Regions from separate parts of the Mus musculus genome. Here region 2 is linked to region 1. The links are chromatin contacts, called in public HiChIP or PLAC-seq maps. All regions are on one chromosome and are shown on one strand. The core of a region is the stretch at or near the end of the contact, and the rest is flanking DNA. Distances in the headings are between cores, read along the strand shown.

Region 1 (3,823 bases), core at 671-3,170:
TGAAGGAACATTTCACTGCCACCATATTTTTGCAAGCTTCACCTTCAGTCACATGACCCACAGCTTCAGGATCTGGCTCTTAAGTAACCAGCAGTTGCTTAAATCCTGTCCCTGTAACTACCACAGCCCTAAGGGGTAAAAATCAATTCTGTCTTGGCAGCAAGGGAATCTATTCTCAGAGGCTAAAGAACCTGTCCAAGACCACGTGGGCGCTTAATGAAGGTCATCGTCTTCCGATGATGCTAGGAATCCCTATGTACCTTGGGATAGTAGTGGATATGAGAGCCATTCGAGAAAATGTTCTCAGAAAAATCAGAGCTACTTCATATGAGAAAATGCAGGGATGGAGCTTCAGAGAGAGAGAGAGAGAGAGAGAGAGAGAGAGAGAGAGAGAGAGAAAGAGAGACTACCGTAAGACCCATGAGGAGACATGCAATGGAAATCTAGCTCTCATGCACGATCACAACGGCTATGGCTTTGCCCAGACTCATGATGCTGATGGAATTCAGAGTCTTCTTTCATTGTTTCTTCCATTTCTCCCCCAACTGCTTTATGTCAGGCATTATGAACTTAACTGCGAGTCAAGAGAACCCCTGGCTCCACGCTGTAAACAGTAACTGTACTGTTTTCTCACTTAATGATCCCTGAAGTGGAGCAGTTTCGGCGTGGTTATTTTGTGGCTCAATGACATCCTCAAGGACCAGGGTAGCTTTGATCTTTCTTCTCTGCAGCCCCCGAGCTGTCAGTTTTGTCTTGACTGACTCCTTTGTGGTCACAACATGGCCGCTGGGGTCCTTGCTGTCACATGCATATGTAATGGGATTTAGCAGCTGAGGAGGACCCATGCCTTCCTCTACGTTTCTTTCTTTTTAGTAGATGGAAACCTTTTCCAGAAACCCTTCAGGAGACTTGCTCTCATTTCAGATCATCAGAGAAAGCCATGTGGTCATTTCTAGGGCTGTCACCGGTGAGGACTTGGATGCCTATGGCTGGATTAGTGAAGCACAGCAGATCCACAGAACAGAGCAGAGCAGAGCGGATTAAAAAAACAAAAAAGAGGGCTCTGTTACAAAGGAGGAAGGGAGGAGGGGTGAGGCCGAATAACTGGAAATATTACTACACATTTAAAAAATATTTTTGTTAAAGACAATCTCAAACACGAAAGAAAGTGACAGCCGAGTTCCACTTTCTTCCCCGGTTCCTGCAGTTCTCAGACTCTTACCAGGGTTAAGTCTTCACTAGTCACCCCTTTGTCTGCTGGACTATTTCAAACATCTCAGACACACATGGATATTTAATGATCTAAATGTGCGGAAGCCCTCCCTTATACTTGGGCCTGGATTCAAGGGAAAAGGCTGCTTCGAGAGCTAGAGGTTGGGAAGGACTAACAGGCATTAACTATTTTTTGCTAGAGAAAAGACAAGATTCTAACCAGATGTAGTGACCCACTTCTGGGAAATCATAGGGAAAGACCTCGAATTAGAGGCCAGCCTGGGCTACAGCGCAGGGAAACAAGAATAAAACAAAATGAAACCAGAGACAACATTTCTCAGAGGAAAAAACAATATCCAGAGGAAGGAGTTCTCCCTGCTGTTGTTGTGGCTGCATCTGGAGTCTTTTGTACATGGGGAAGCAGCTGTCCTAGGAAGTTTGAGTTGTGGATTGGGGGTAAGGGGTGGGGGTGGTGCTCCGTTCTGCAGGCAAGTGCGAGTTCAGCCTCAGGTTTACAGTTTCCACTCTCTGGCTGGGGAGGCCGAATGCTTTCTAAGAGTGGGGTTGGGTTTGCTGACACCTGTTTCTGCATGCTAATAGATTTCTGGGGTAAGATAGAGCGGTGATGTCACCTGCAGGTGTGTGAGCCTGTGGCGGTTTCCCGAGGCATTGTAGCCACATCTGTCCTCAGCTGTGTGGGTCTTTGCTCCAGCAGGCTGCAGAATGAGCTGGTTGCCTGCAGAGCAAAAGCCAGAGGCAGCAAGCCGCGGTGGCCTTGCTTCAAACAAGCGGACTTTCCCCAAAGCTTCGGCTGATTTTCACTTAGTTATGGAACAAAACACAAATGTTGTTTCTTTAAAATGCCACAGCGGCAATCAGAGTATATTTCCACGCACCCTTTTCTCAGTTTCCTGAGGCCACCTGCCTTGTTACACGTTTGAAAGCTTCCTCTTCCTCTTCCTGAAACAGGAAGCTTGCCTTCTTATTTTCCTCCAGGTTTAAAGTGTGCCCTTCTTTGAAGAGAGTTCACACACACTCTCTGTGGGGTTGCACCTTTGTTTATAACATAAAAAAAAAATCTCCATTTCTCTACATGTGCTCTGTCTTGTCTCTAAAGGTCACACGGCACAGAGCTCCCTGCTCAGGGTACATCAACCTGGGCTGATTTTATCTGTGTGCGCTTTGTAAGATGTTTGTATTTGCATAGGACGTTTAGATACAGGGACACTTTGTATAACTATATTTGAAAATTGAGAGAGAGAGAGACAGAGAGAGAGAGAGAGAGAGAGAGAGAGATTGCTGTAGCCTGTGCCCAGTCCAGTGGCTAGTGCAGTAATTACACCAGTCCCTTAGTATAGCGTTCTCGAGCATGTACAATGTAGTGAAATGAGTGCTTTTTGTTTGCACGGTGTGCAGTTCAGTGTGGTGTGAGAATCCGCCTGACCCCAATACATTTTGTTTGACATGCACAGCTGGGGCACTGGAGGATAGTCCAGGCCATTAAAAAGAATGCGAAAAGAAAACACACACCATCTATTTGTCAGGACACAATGAAAGGGAGACTTACTGGGCCTGGATCACACCAGGAGGAAGGAGAAGAGGAAAACCCACCTGGCCCCCAGGGAGCCGGCAGGGGCACAGCTACTGTTGCCTGCTAGAGCTCCCCTGGTCATGCAAACCGATGCCCTTCCCAGCTCCCGGGATCTTCTTGTAGGGTGCTGTGCAATCAGAATGCTGGGGTGGAAGGGAGGAGGTCTTATTTGGACTTGGCATTCCAGGGGAGCCCAAGGTTAAGGGGTTCATCAGGCTTATGTGACATCTAGGAATGGCTTCTAAGGTGTCTGACCGGTGAAGACCTGCTACGCCTCCCGAGGTACCCCAGGCTTTCACCAACAGGCAGGAGAGAAGGCAGTGATGGATCCTTAGGAAGTTGGTTCCTCCCTCTCCCCAGCCACACAGATGCTACCCCATACTCAGCTGCAGTCCCCTCCCACTGGCCCCTCCCATCATCTTTCTTTTATTCCCCATTTGTTTCCTTGCAGGGATCTAGGAGGAAGTGGAAACAACAGGCCAAGCTAATGCTATAAATAAATGGTCGGCTAACCTTGGTTAGGAAATAGTAAGGCACCCAAAATGAAATGTTGCTAAAGGAGTACCCAAGGATCAGTAACATACTGACCAGACTTGTTTAAAAACTATGGAAGATGTGTACCTTTAACATAAAGTTTAGATTGCTGGGGAAATGTTTCAGCTCATGTTTGGCTCTTCATTGCCACCAAGTAGACCAATTCCCATACTGCAAAGAAACACCCCTGTCCCACAGCTGACCGTTAGGCCCTACCCCATACCAAAGGGCATGACTACAATGTTATAACCCTAGACCTAGAGCAATTTTTATGGAGGCTTGTTTCTTTTGGAGCACTAGACAAAACTGGACATATGCTTTGTTATTAAAGGATGTCTTCCTTATTTTTCCTGAGTGTGTGACATGAGTTGTCACTGGGATTAGGGGATGTTTCTCTGTTACAATAGTATCAGTCTCACACTTCATTCTCTGATTCTCTGATTCTCTCTCTGTGTGTGTATGTGTGCGCGTGTGTATGCATATTCA
Region 2 (3,823 bases), core at 405-2,904, 440 kb after region 1:
TTTTTGACAATTTGCTTTTCTTTCTCTTTCCCTCCTCAAACACCAGCAATGACTTTGCATAGTTTAATCAGCCCATCCTGCCTCTGTGTTGTTACTGATTCTCAAAGTTTTCCCCACCCTAGCCAAGAGAGAAGAGGCCTGCCTGGGGCACAGGAGTCTCTGTCTGACAGCCCGCTCCACTGCTCAGCCTAGAGCCCTGCAGAACTGAGCTGCCCTTTGCTAACTGACTCAGTCTGACCTCCATGCTCTCAAAGTCCCCTGGGAGACTACGGAAGTGGTTGATTCTGGTGCCAGTGGTCAACACTGGTACCTCTACCAATTTGACTCAGGCAGAGGGCTGCACAAGTCGAGCCTAGGACTGCACAGGTCATTGACCCTTCAGTTATGCCTGGATGTCATTGACCATGCACAGGCCTTTTGGAGGGTTGGTTGCATGGTGACAGCTACTGTGAGCCCAGATACTTTGGAGTTTAAACCGAGGTACACTATCCTGTTACAGGAGGTAAACTGATTCTTGCTAAAACTCAGTTTCCTTAACCTAAATAAAGGTAATTACGCGGCCTTCAGAGACTCTGAAATAGTGCTGGAAGCCACCAGAAAAGAACTAACTGGAGTCTCCATAGTTGGGTTGGTTATTAGAAAGGTGACTGTTTACAAATCCTTCGACTCAGACACCCAAACTGACACATATGCACAGGGCCTCTGGCCTGAAAGAAAATGGTCTTTCAGCCTTGAACTCGGGCTGGCTTTTGAGATTCTGCTAAGTCAAGAATATATCTATAGAGCAAAACAAAACATGCCCATGATTACAGAAGTGTGAACCCCAGAGAGTGTGGTGGGTAGACACCAAGAGGTAAATCAAGTCTGGCATTTGGAGACTATGGTCTTAGTCACTGTGAGCCAAGAGCTCACTTTCCCTCAACTACATAAAGGCAAACTGACCTCAAATGTCCTTTACTCTCAGGAAAGAGATGTGTGCTTCTAGAGAGTTCAACTAGAGCCCTTTGCCAGAAGACCTCAGCAAAGATAACCAAAGAGATCCTGCCAAGTCTGTGAGCCCTTCATCACTCTTGACAGCTTCATCAAAGTACTCGGTGTGCTTTACTTGAAAGGAGCCAGGCTGGTTCCTTCTGCCTTTAAATGCCCCCCTCTGGAGCAGAGGAGAAGACATTGTTCCCATGGAGGTTTCCACTCCCTGGGTTGCTCTCTCTTCCTGGCATCTTTGTGAAAGCATGGGATCAAAGAGCCATGGTTTGGAAGGAGCTGCCCACAGCCCATGGCACCGGTGAAGCCTCCCATCTCGGAAGTGTGCAGAGTCCTTGGCTTAACCACGGAGTCTTGCTGTGGTTGGCATATATGCAGATCGAGCTTCACGCCAACCTGCAAACACTTCAGAGATGCTAATATGAAAGTCAGGGGAAGGAGTCCAAAGGCTGGGAACAAGCGTTTCCCAAAGCAACCCGTTCCGAAAGCCTGCAGAAAACCAGACACTCGCCCATTTCAAGGAAAGCCCTGGCAAGGTGTTAAACTGGACCACGAGCTTTTGGGAAGAACGTGGTGGTCTCTGGGAGGCAACACAAGTTCTCTGAGAGAAAGTCATTCCATGCTAACCTCATTTCCTGTTTTGACGAGCTTCACCAGCACAGGCGATTAGGGGAATGCCCCAGAAAGTGTGTCTTACTTTCAGTAAAGCATTTGAAAACCTCTCCTCCTGGCCTATCTATGTATGGTCCCAGGTGGGCTCAATGACAGTGAGTCTAGGATTCACAATCACCCAGAGAAGACTGATTCATGACCACCTGGTGCACCTGTGACCTGTTGTCCAGGCCACTCAGGAGACCTCAGATTCTTTAGTGTTCCTTCCAGGGTCAAGTGTGGTCTGGAATGACTGCTCTTCTACCCACTGGGGGGCTGAATAGTGAGAGCATTAGCCTGAGGTTGGACCCCAGAATGTCCCCAAGAGTCATGCCCCCCCTCCCTGAGAACAGTGTGGCTCTTGCCCGTGTTTTAACCCATCTATCTTTTTTAAAAATAGCTTGCAAGGAGACACAGAAGTCATATTTATTAAACTTGCAGGTCACACAAGAAAGAAACGTCCCCAGGTTCAAGGGCTAAGGGTGAGAAGATCAAGGTGAGACACGACACAGTCCGGGGAGGCTGGTTACACAACCTACTGCAGGGCTTTTAAAAACCTCTGCACATCTTCTCTCAGTTATGACACTGGGAATATAAGTGTGGCCCAGGATGTGAAAGCCTTAACCTTCACCTTCTAATCCTTAAAACTCCTTTCAGGGAAGTCCGTTTGAGAAGCAAGCAGCGTTCTCAATTCCTCCCTTGCGGGTCCAAGGGCCCCAGTGTGAGAGCAAAATAAACCCAAGATGATACAGTGCTCGAAAAGGGAAAGCTCTGAAATTCAAAATAGTATTATTTTCTGTCTAAGGTGCTTTCCCTCCAACTTGAAAAAAAGATAGAAAGAAAGAAATCTGACAGTCTCAGTGATAAGAAGAAAATGATTCAGCTTTGCCTTCTGTCTCCTCATCTCAAACCCCACATTGGTAGAGCTGGCTCAGCTCTCTCCCTGAGTCTGTTGTTTTAAAATTTAAAAAAGTAAAATTTCTTTGTATAGGTGTGTTTGGCTGCATGTGTATATTATGTACATAAGGTGAGTGCAGTACCTACAGAGACCAGAAGGGGGCGTCGGACCCAATTAACGAAGATGGTTATGAGTCACCATATGGGGGTCTAGGAATGGAACCTAGATGGTCTTTCAACCCCACCTGAGCCTATTTCAAAAGCTATAAGTCCTTGTAGTGGCACTCCCATCTCTCTCCTCTCTATTTTCTTAAATTCTTGGATTACAATAAATACACATGTAGGCTCAGAAGGCTCCTCTCCACTGGCCTTGGACTTTTTGCAAAATATTTTAGGTTATTTTCAATTCTCTAGTGTAGGGAATGTTTCCTTTGCTGCTGCCCAAGACCTGTCTCAAAATATAGATAGGTGCTTGAGGCAGGAGGGCAGTCAAAATATAGATAGGTGCTTGAGGCAGGAGGGCAGTCCTTTGCAAAGTTAACAGGCAGAGAGAGCTAGCTCAAACACCTATGTGACAGCCAGAATTTCCCTTATAGCTAAGAGAACTCACTGCTCCCATGTGCCAGACTAGCTCCTGTACTTCTGATGAAGCTGCCTGTTCATGGTGTGTGTGTGTATACATATATACATACTTTTTCTTCTGCATTGTTTAATACGACAGCTGCAGTTACAGGAGACACTTAGGTTAAAAAAACTAAAAATCAAAAGGAATTAAAACCTCAGATTCTCCATTGCATTAAACGTCCAGTAGCCAGAATGTCCCCAAGAGTCATGCCCCTCCCTGAGAACAGTGTGGCCCTTGCCCGTGTTTTAACCCATCTATCTTTTTAAAAATAGCTTGCAAGGAGACACAAGGAAGGATACGGTAGCAGAGAAGGTGGTCCTGGACCAGTGCTGCTTAGTCTTGGCTACATGTTAAAAATGTGTGTGAAGGGCAGAGAGTTGACTCAGTGGCTAGAACACTTGTTTCTCTGCCAGAGGACCCAGGTTCGATTCCCAGCACACACGTGGTGAGTCACAACTGTGTCTAACTCTGGTCCCACATCCTCTCTGATCTCATTGGACACCAGGCACACACGTGGTACACAGACATACACGAAGGGAAAAAAAAAAACTTAAGCACACAAAACAATAAAAAATTTAAAATACCAGTGTTTATTTCACATGTTTCCTACTTCCAAATTCTGATGTTGGGTCCAGATGAGTTCCTGGATGTTGAGAATTTTTTGGT

What was found. HiChIP or PLAC-seq counts read pairs in DNA pulled down with a chosen protein or histone mark.
Region 2: a BATF HiChIP or PLAC-seq map of CD8 T cells shows a contact between it and region 1, with 6 read pairs. The contact joins two enhancer-like sites. A contact is called at or near these places in 1 of 484 Hi-C or Micro-C datasets (embryonic stem cells), 6 of 115 datasets of contacts at active chromatin or transcription factors (CD8 T cells, double positive thymocytes, embryonic basal ganglia and 3 more) and 1 of 9 other capture datasets (liver).

Annotation. Positions count from the first base shown.
Region 1 is chr2:127,925,856-127,929,678 of GRCm38.p6, forward strand. All of the region lies in intron 9 of Acoxl (acyl-Coenzyme A oxidase-like), which reads left to right. Among named protein-coding and RNA genes, the nearest start is that of Acoxl, 73 kb to the left of the region's middle. Within about 2 kb of position 1,921, at least 49 of the 459 cell types and tissues checked have an H3K27ac peak or open chromatin away from gene starts, as enhancers often do. A contact at or near this core is called in CD8 T cells, memory CD8 T cells, regulatory T cells and 1 more, where this site is marked.
Region 2 is chr2:128,366,352-128,370,174 of GRCm38.p6, forward strand. The region is part of intron 1 of Morrbid (myeloid RNA regulator of BCL2L11 induced cell death); the gene reads right to left. Among named protein-coding and RNA genes, the nearest start is that of Gm14010, 54 kb to the right of the region's middle. Within about 2 kb of position 1,655, at least 28 of the 459 cell types and tissues checked have an H3K27ac peak or open chromatin away from gene starts, as enhancers often do. A contact at or near this core is called in CD8 T cells, memory CD8 T cells, regulatory T cells and 1 more, where this site is marked.